Linked DNA regions of Sus scrofa: region 2 is linked to region 1. A link is a contact called in public HiChIP or PLAC-seq data. All regions are on one chromosome and are shown on one strand. The core of a region is the stretch at or near the end of the contact, and the rest is flanking DNA. Distances in the headings are between cores, read along the strand shown.

Region 1 (5,058 bases), core at 823-3,322:
AAAAAAGAATTCCCACTGTGGCACAGTGGGTTAAAAATCTGACTGCAGTGGCTCCAGTCACTGCAGAGGCACAGGTTTGATAGCCAGCCTGGTGCTAAAGGATCTGGCGTTGCTGCAGCTGGCCGCGGTGTACGTCACAGCTACAGCTCAGATTCAGTCCTTGGCCCAGGAACTTTCATATGCCATGGGTGAGCCCATTTAAAAAAAAAAAAAAAAAAAAGAACATCAGCTTTCCCCCGATAGACTGATCTGGGGGATGCAGTCTGACTTACAGCTGAAATCAAGAGCCTTGTTACCAGCCCCTCCTTGCACTTGCTCCCTGGAACGGCAGGCTCCCCGTGGCAAGGGCCAAGCCTGCCCCAAGATGCTTACAACAGGGCCAGGGAGAAGAAAGCTGAGTCCTGAGGCCAGCTGGCTGGCTGTCCACCAGCAGGTGTTTCAGTAGCATCTCAAAGCAAGTGAAATGTCCATTGACTTGAGACCCATCCCTTGTTCTTGGTTCCACACCCAGGAAGTGGCTCTTGGTGTCTCTGTACTGCTGGTGAAGAGGCTGTAATGTGATTCTTATGAGGCTGAGCTCAAGGACCCTGAGTCCGGGTGACACTCCTGCTTGCATTCGTTCCATCCCAGCATTGAAGTCAGGCGCCGGCTATGTGCTAAGTGGCTCTAGGGGCTGGCATTCGCAGGGCTCCAGGGCTCCCACCGGTTGTCCCAGGAGCTCATGCTGGTTCTCTCTCTGGTTTCGGAAGCTCAGTGCTCTTGACATTGGAATCTTGGGCATCCTTGGCTGCAGAGCACTGTCCCGTGTGCTCTGGGATGTTTAGCAGTATCCCGGGCCTCTGCCTCCTAGATGCCAGTGGTACCACTCCCGTCCCCTCCTAACAAGCTAAGATGTCCACTCACGGCCAGATGTGCCCTGGGGCACAGACCAGCTCCTGACTGGGAACACTGCGTAAGGCTGTGCCATCAGCCTCAGCAACCAGGAACCACATGAGGCTGCTAAACACTGTGGATGTCGTGAGTCTGAATTGAGATGAGCTGTGCTAAGGACATACCAGATTTTGAACACATCATATAAAAAAAAAGACGGTGAGATGTCTCAGGAATTTTTTGTATTTACAGTTTGTTGAAATGATGCGATTTTGGATGTGTTGGGTGAAATAGGATCTGTGAGAATGATTAATTTGCATTTGTTTCTATTTCCTCTTTCTAACGTGACTGTGAGAAAATGTGCAATTGCACATATGCCTTGCATTATATTTCTACGGGACAACAAGGTCTAGAGAGCCAAGGGCCCAGCGTGCTGGGTAAGAGCTCGGGCTGCAGAGTCAGGGTCCCCTACGGTCACATCCTGGTACCACTTCCCAGCTCTGTGACCTTCGGCCAGCTGCCTAAGCTCCCTGGGTCTCAGAGCTCTCATAAGCGGCAGTCACAGACAGACCAAAGTTCCCAAACTCTCGAGGGTGGGGACAAACTTTGTAAGCTCCTGAAGTTGAAGCTGGGTTGTCTTCTGGGCCAGGTAGTTTCTTGATGGCTTGCCCCCTGGCACCTGGGGCCGTTGTCACCATCAGGGTGGTACCTGGGCCACCTCCCTTTCCTCCTGTCCCTTCTGCTCCCAGAGAGAGCCGTGGTTTTCAGGATGGGTCCATTATGTCAAAAAGAAGCCTGCCTGCCCCACAATCTGAGCAGAGGAGCTGGCGGCTTGCTCTCCCCGACGGACGTGGACGTCGAGGCTTGTTCCCTGTGGGTCGTTCAAGCCGCGGGGGGCGGGCTCAGCATCTCTCCCCCACCCCCGCCCGTTCCTTCTCCACAGACACCTCCCCCATGTGCTTACCCTTTATTTAGTCTTCCCTGACACTTGGCACTTCGCACATCTGTCCGATGTCTCCCCCTCTGTTTTGGCATCTGAACCTATAAATAGTCCCCGTCTGCGTGGTGACAGCTCGTTCTGGATTCCTTTTCCCAGACTGGATGCCTCATCTGCACGGTTGCTAAATAAGGAAGAGCACCGTCCAAGAAAAGGAAGCTTTTGTTACAGCTCGAACGATGTCGTGGCAGTTCTGCAGATGTGGCTGCTGACGCGGGTGCAGGGAGAATGCTCTCAGTAGTAGCCAACCTCGTCCAGCACATGGCCTGATCCAGGCAAGGCCCTGGGCCCGGGACAGAAGGAAGGCCGGTGCCCTGCTTTCTGGGGCTTCATTCTGGCCAGAGTCAGGCCTGGGTGTCATGGTCATGTCCTGATGTGGCATTGTCACGCTCTAAGGGAGAGTGTATGCGCAGGAAAGACCAGAGGGAGGCGAGCATAGCCCTGCTGCCCAGGAAGCCCTCTCCCAGGGCAGCAGGGGCCTGCCTGGGGACCGAGGAGGCCACGTGTGGCACATGGAGTGCATTCTGGTCTGAAGCCCTCCCTCCACTCCACGCCACTTCTGCTAAACACAAGGTCTCTGATGTGCAGGCTCCCGGCCTGGAGGCACCTGGTCAGAACCTCAGGCCAGTTACTTAAACCCTCTGAGCTTCAGTTTCCTTGCCTCTAAAATGAGGATAATGGCCTTGTCATGATAATTAGAATACAGAGGTTAGGAGTTCCCGCTGTGTCTCTGGAGCACTGGGACCAGGTCAGATCTCTGGCCCCACAGAGTGCATTAAGCTGTGACTCAGATCTGGTCCAGGGCCCAGGAACTCCATACGCCGTGGGGCAGCCAAGAAAGGAAGGAAGGATGGAAGGAAAGGAGGGAGGAAGGAAGGAAGGAAGGCCGGCAGGCAGGCGGGGAGAGGCTAGCACGCAGCAGGCACTCAGTGGAGAGTGGATGATATGCACTAGATGAAACTGTTGTCTTTTTAAAACTCTGCAGATGATAGTGATAGCCCTCTATTACTGATCAGGAGGCTCAAATCTGGACAAGCCCACACTGCAAAGTTGGGAGAAGGAGGCAGAACGTCAGCAGTGCAGGCTCAGGATCTAAATTCCGGAGAGCATCAGAATCAAACTCTAGACACCACCCAGGCTAACCCTCTTTCCCAGGACAGCGAAGCACCTTGTTTGGACCTCAGTTTCCCCGTCTATGCAAGGAGGGAGGTTGGGCCAGAGCTGTCTCCAAGAGCCCTTCTCTTCTGGCTTTCTAGTGGTTCCCCACTAGAGATGCATGGGTCTAGTCTGAGCAAACCCGGAGTGTGGTAGAGAACTCAATAAAAAGATGTTGCTGTACTTTTTTCATCCTGAAATTCCTAAGACAGAATCAAGAGGTGATTGTTCCTTATGCCAAGCACAGCCAGCAAAGATGGCCTTGACTCACACCCAGGGCTGCCATGGACAGTTGTGCTGCTTGTGCACTGACCAAAAGTGCCTGGTAGGATTAAATCCAGCTGGTGTTCTGCTTGTCACGTTGTGCAGTTTAGTGGAGGAGGAAGCCCTTGCCAAACCCTCTAACTGGGCACCGAGAGCCTTTAGAAGTGGCCCCCTGACCATGGCTGCCAGGTCCTCTCCTGTTCCTTTCTCACTGGCCTCCAGTCATAAGTGCATTGGGCAAAGGCTTGCTGCGCTGGGACTCTGCACAGGAGGCCCTGCAGTGGGTCCTGCCCCAGGGGCCTGTGGTTGATGGGGAGATTGGGGGATGCAGAAGGGTGATCTCCTGAGAGGCCTTGGGGCTGGAGAGGGGCTGGGAGCTTTACACAGGGAGGCTCGGGCCTGGGAAAGAGACAGACAAGGAACTCCAGGGCCAGCCGCTAAAGCAGGGGCCAAGACCCCCACCCTGGACTGTGAGTAGCAGCCAGGGAGAGAGAAAGGGGCCTGTTTTCCTCAAATTTCCAAATCAGCACCCTTTCCCCGGTCCCTGAGCCCTAGCCCACCCCCTGCCATCCACCCCACCCAGGCTTTCCAGACCTCAGTGTTGTCATCGACGGAGGGGCTGCCCTTCCTCACGCAGGGCCTCTCTGTGGGGAAGCGCTCAGTCTGCGCCGTAAGCTGGGGGCCCCAGGAGGCCGCCGTGACTCCTGTCCTCGCGTGGCAGTGGAGAGGAAGCTACCAGAGACTTGAAGGCTTTGGTCTGCGGGCATGTGGGGGATGGAGCCAAGAGCCCGCGCCTTCAGTCCTGTCCGGGTTTGGGCTTTGCCTGGCACGGGACCCAGAGTCTGCCCCACTCCAGGCTCTAGTCCTTGTATGGCGGGCAGCAGGCCTGCTTGCACAACCAGGGAGATCTGCCGCCTGGCACGGGGATGTTTGTTCTCACTTCTGCTGGCAGCCGTACTGGAACCAGAGCTTCTGGAAGCCCTAGTCAAGCAGTGCCCTTCCTTTAAGCAGGGATAGGACCGTTCTCTCGTTTCACAGGTGACCCAGCTGCATGGCAGGGTCATCTTGAAGCAAGTGGGTGCCAGAGCTGGGCCTGGGATCGTGGGGTCCCCTGGACTCCAGAGAAATCGCCTCTCTCCCCACTTCCACCCCTGGGAACAGAGGGAGTAGTTTTCACCGATTGCAGAAAATGGGGCCTGACGATCGCAGCACAGTCCTTTTTGTACCTCAGCCACAAACTGTCCAGGTAGTGGTTCCCATGGCAACCCTGGCGTTGCCGGGCAGCAGTGGGTCCCGCCAGCCAGAAGGCAACTGTGACCTTCCGAGTGGGGAAGAAGCTGAGCGGGGATGGGAGGGACACCTGACCCACCCGGCAGGCCCGCAGGTGACCCTCCTTCCTGCTCCAGCTGTGACGCACTCCCCAGGCTCCTGTCACGTTGGCTTTTTACCCTCAGGATCTACACTCCTGGCCTTTCCTATCAGGGGCCAGTTTGATGATCTAGGGCCCTTTTTAGGAAGTGGGATCGGAATCTGTTAGGATCAGTCCTCCAACCCATTCTGAGTGGTGCGTTGCATGAAAGATGGCTCGGCAGGCAGGGTCGCATAAGGCTATGGGGAGGGGCTGCTTCTTGGCTCCCCCAGATTCCCCCAGCCAGGTGTGGTGGCCTTTTCTGAAAGGTCCGAGACTCTGCCTCTCCTGCCACTCTGGTCCTTCCTGCAGCCCTCTGGGGACACTTTTCTCCTGGACACCTATCATCCATCGGGGTCCTGCC
Region 2 (4,907 bases), core at 391-2,890, 150 kb after region 1:
TAGCAGGCTGAGTAAATAGCAGCTGCTGTTATTTCTGGGGGGGGGGTTCCTTATTATTCTTTGAAGTAGGGTCTTTTTTCTGTAAATAATTTTCAATTCCAAAGAGTTTGTTTCCATAAATTTAGAAGTTGAGTAAAGGCTACACTTATTCATACCTATTTAGGGTCTTTTTGTTGCAATTATGAAATGATTTATTTATATCGCATCCCTACCCCAGCATCACTGATGACACCGACACATTTTCCTACCCTTTCTCAAAAAGTTTGTGAAGTTGATAATAAAGAGTATAGCATTAAGTCTGGCAACATGGAAGAACTGTTCACAGTTTTAGTAGCTGTCATTTACCGAGCACTTAATATGCCAAGCACTTCACGAAGCGCTCACCATATATCCTGTCGTTTATTCTTTGTCATTAACCCCACGAGGGCGCTACCGTGTTCTCATTTTACAGTTTGAGGAGACACAGGTGTGGAGGAGAGTAACTTGCCATGACTTGTGAAGTGGCAGAGCCAGGGTTGGAACGCTAGTCTGTCTGATTCTAGAATATGTATCCTTAACCACTGTGCAGACTGCTTACCTCTCAAGAATTCATGTGCTTTAGTTAAATTGATGACAGAGATTAGCCCCCCTTCTGCTGACCTGAAAGTGGTAGGGAAAGATAATTTAACTTATTGCTGTTCTCGTCTAAGTCCACCAAATTGTGTGATGACACTGATCATCTGAGAGTATCACTAATCTGTCATCTCTTTCAAACAACATGCCAAGTGCCAGCGGTTGTGGAGATGAGTGTGTGTAACACAAGGTACCAAAAGCTGAAAAGCGACATGAAGATGCAGGTTTTTGTCTCATGCGGTACTGCATGACTGCACGGATGCTTACCCCGTGGGGAAAACGTAGAGACACGGAGCTGTGTTTACTGGTGGCTTTCACAGGAAACCTAGAAGGTGGTTTTTGAGTTTGAAGAAGTGAGAATAGTGACACCAAGTGAAGAAGTTAGTGTGGGAAGAGGTGCAAACAGATAGTAGTAATAGAGCTGAAAAGGAAAATAATGTGCTAATAACCTTAGGTGATATGAGAGAAAAGTTCTGTTTTTACTGTGTGTTGGATTACTGATATACACACATACACAAAAGCTAATTATAATCTGCAGTTTCAGGGGACTAAGGCAGTGAATCCTCTTTGAGGTTATATCTCTATTCTTCTTGAAATCATTAGTGGTTTTGTTTTGTTTTGTCTTTTTGCCTTTTCTAGGGCTGCTTCCACAGCATGTGGAGGTTCCCAGGCTAGGGGTTGAATCAGAGCTGTAGCCACTGGCCTATGCCAGAGCCACAGCAACACAGGATCCGAGCTGTGTCAGTGACCTACACCACAGCTCATGGCAATGCCGGATCCTTAATCCATTGAGCAAGGCCAGGGATCGAACCTGCAACCTCATGGTTCCTAGTCAGATTCGTTAACCACTGCGCCATGACAGGAACTCCAAAATCATTAGTTTTTGAATAGAGAGGTAAATCTCCCAGTGAGCCTCGCTGTCTGCGCATACTTATTCAAACGGTGGTTCCTGCTGTGCCATCCTGTCCATTTCTTTCACCGTTTGCCCTGTCTTATAGTGAAGTCTGTGTGCTTCTCTTAGTCTGTGACTGTGTCTCATTCACCTCTCCCCCTCCAGTGCCTGCTGAGCCCTGTTCACAGCGCCTGGTGATTGCTTAGTAAATATTGGACTGAATAGCTCATTATTGCCTTCACATGTAAATTCATCTTTTTAGGACATGGAAGCTCAGCAGGTTAGTGAAGCAGAATCAGCAAGAGAACGGCTACAGGATCTGCAAGACCAAATAGCTGGACAGAAAGCATCTAAACAAGAACTCGAGGCCGAGTTGGAGCGACAGAAGCAGGTGAAGTTTAAGGTTGATAACGACCAGGCAAGACTGCCCACTAGCGGTCATGTGAGGAGACATCTAGTGAAGCAGCTTAGAGAAATTCTTCGAGGTTGTGCTCAGAGATCCCTCCTGCCTTTCTGCCCCACCTTCCTCATTGTTTTTTTTTTTAACAGATGAAAAATAGAGGCACAAAATAGTTTTGAGATTTGCCTAGTATCACACAACTGATTAGAGACCAGAACAGAACCCAGGATTCTTTCCACGGTTCTGTGTTTTATTATACCTCCTTGTCAGAGTGTGTATGTATAGAGCACTTAAAACATCACTCGATTTTCATATTTTATTTCATTTGTACTTTCTAAAAACAGTAGTAAATAAATATTACTTAAGGGAGTTCCTGTCATGGCTCAGCAGTGATGAAACTGACTAGTATCTGCAAGGACGCAGGTTCGATCCCTGGCCTCACTCAGTGGTTTAAGGATCTGGTGTTTCTGTGAGCTGTGGCGTAGGCTAGAAGCTACAACTCCAGTTCAATCCCCAGCCTGGAAACGTTCATATACTGTGGGTGTGGCCCTAAAAAAACCAAAATAAATAAATATTACTTAATAGAAATAGAAATACAGCATTAGTTGTATAGATTACTCTTTCTGTTTGAAAAAATGCTTATAAATGATGTTTAAAGTTATGTTTCTTTTGATTAGTATAATTGCTTCCCAAGCCAAACTATTTTACATTAATATACTTGTATAATAGTATTAATACAGTTAAACATGTTTACAGTAACATTTTTGGAATAAGAATCTGTATTTAATATTAATAACATCTATAATTTACTGAGCAACAGCATATTATAGGCACTTAGAATGCATTATCTTATTCTCTCTAAACAGTAAAATCATTGTTCTCTTCATTTTACAGAAGAGAAGACTATTTGTATATTTCTCAGCGCCTCATTTATAGCATTTCTAGCTTTGCATATTTATATTCTTTAAATATTTTCTTATGAAGATGTATTGTTTCTGAAACTGATTCTATTCTCAGAGAAATGTTTGTTTTTCTTATGAAAGTGGCATTTGATTCTGTTTTCTGAGTAGTTAGAGAAAAAAATCTCTAAGTAGCAGCCTGTTGGGCACATCCTAGGCTGTCGGAGATAATTTAGTTAGAAGATTAGCTGTCCTTTTACAGATTGCATTTTAGCATATTTAAGGAGCTATTACATATTAAAAGGCAAAGAATGGATGTTCTTGATGGTTAATGAGATAACTTTCACTGTGTTACCGCCGATGGTTTCACCACATCCCCTTCGGTGCCCTTTTCTAAATTGAGGGAGGTGAGTAAGCAAAGTGGAGCCAAGTGTAGCTCTAGGCTGTTTATTTAGTAACCAGATGTTCTGGATGGGAAATACTTCATCTTGGGATTAAATAATCTAACCTAGAGCTTAGAGGAAGCCGGGCAGAACTTCTTGTGAATTGTTACTCCCCTACCTAATTCCCTTCCTCATTTTCTCTTTTTTCACTTGTCTCAGTTTTTTCCGTCTGAAATGAGCAGGTTGAAATAAATGTTTAAATTAGCCTCTAGCAGTTTGATTCCATTTCACGTTTGCTTTTTCATACGTCTCCCTCTACTTTGCCTGCACAGTTAAGCATGGTGCCTTTGAAGATACTTAATGACTTACTCTTTCTTCCCCGACGTGTGCTTTACTTTTTACTTCCGGTCTGACGCCACGGATTGTGTACCTTGGACAAGCCAGCTTGGTGTACTTGTTAGTAAATTTGGAGGTATTTCTTTCTTACCTCTCTTTTATCACTGATGAGTAAAACAGGTGCAAGATACTGCATGCTAAAACTAAGCCTATGAAAAACTGCTTAAAATCATTAGGGAAATGCTGGTTGAAACTGCAGTGAGACACCACCACATAGCCACTATGACAGCCACGCTTACAGAGACTGACAGTACCAAATGTTGGAAAGGCTGTGGATGACCCGGAACCCTCTCATCTTGCTGTGGGAATGCAAAATGGTACAGGTACTTTGAAAACTGTTCAGAAAACAACTTGGCAGATTTTCTTCCTAGGTTAGGCATACACTTATCATATAATCCAGCAATTCTGTTCCTACGTATCTATCCAAGAAAAACAAAAATGTATGACCAATAAAGGCGTGTGCTTGCAGAGTCATCACCTGCAAATTGACATGTCAGGCCGAAGCATTAACTTCTCGTTGGATCCATTGAAGGCTGTTCGTTACTTCATTCAGTATATACCCAGCACAGAACGACCGAGTGCCTGCCTGCTTTGTGTCAGGCAGGTACTTCCAGGTACTGGAGATGAACTACGGAGCACTGATTTAGCTTTGGTTTATTTGTGCCTCACTTCGTAGGAATTTCACTACATGGAAGAAGATCTGTATCGAACAAAGAACACATTGCAAAGCAGAATTAAAGATCGAGAAGATGAGATTCAGAAACTCAGGAATCAGGTATGAATCGGCTTTCACAACTTGGGAAAGATGCCATTGTAAAAGTACATTTTTTAATTTAATTTATTATTTATTTATTTATTTATTTTTGTCTTTTTAGAGCCGAACTAGTGGTATATGGAAGTTCCCAGGTTAGGGGTCAAATCGGAGCTGTAGCTGGTGGCCTACGCCACAGCAACACGGGATCTGAGCTGCGTCTGTGACCCATACCACAGTTTATGGCAACTCCGGATCCTTAACCCACTGAGCAAGGCCAGGAATTGAACCTGCATCCTCATGGATGCTAGTCAGAGTCTGCTGAGCCACGAGGGGAACTCCAAAACCACGTTTTTTTAAAGGATACGGTAAGACTTTCTTTTCCCATATTTTTACCGGAGTTCTCCAGTTTAGAGGAGTGAGATTAGTTATTTTCAACCTGATAGAGTTTTTATCTAATGCCGTTTGAGCCTGCATTTGCTATCTTCTGTGGCTTGCTTCTTAGACAAGGATCTTGTAGCAGTCACTGAGGAGATAGTAATTATTCCAGAATTTTATACCTTCTCTCTGTAGT

What was found. HiChIP or PLAC-seq counts read pairs in DNA pulled down with a chosen protein or histone mark.
Region 2: an H3K27ac HiChIP or PLAC-seq map of alveolar macrophages shows a contact between it and region 1. The contact joins two enhancer-like sites. A contact is called at or near these places in 2 of 47 Hi-C or Micro-C datasets (epiblast stem cells and mesenteric adipose tissue) and 1 of 2 datasets of contacts at active chromatin or transcription factors (alveolar macrophages).

What each region holds. Positions count from the first base shown.
Region 1 is chr7:114,107,264-114,112,321 of Sscrofa11.1, forward strand. The region is part of intron 3 of RIN3 (ras and Rab interactor 3); the gene reads left to right. Among named protein-coding and RNA genes, the nearest start is that of RIN3, 75 kb to the left of the region's middle. Within about 2 kb of position 2,073, at least 24 of the 83 cell types and tissues checked have an H3K27ac peak or open chromatin away from gene starts, as enhancers often do. A contact at or near this core is called in alveolar macrophages, where this site is marked.
Region 2 is chr7:114,257,666-114,262,572 of Sscrofa11.1, forward strand. GOLGA5 (golgin subfamily A member 5) reads left to right here. Exons shown (of 13, transcript XM_013989218.2): 8 at 1,767-1,895; 9 at 4,259-4,357. Among named protein-coding and RNA genes, the nearest start is that of GOLGA5, 23 kb to the left of the region's middle. Within about 2 kb of position 1,641, at least 8 of the 83 cell types and tissues checked have an H3K27ac peak or open chromatin away from gene starts, as enhancers often do. A contact at or near this core is called in alveolar macrophages, where this site is marked.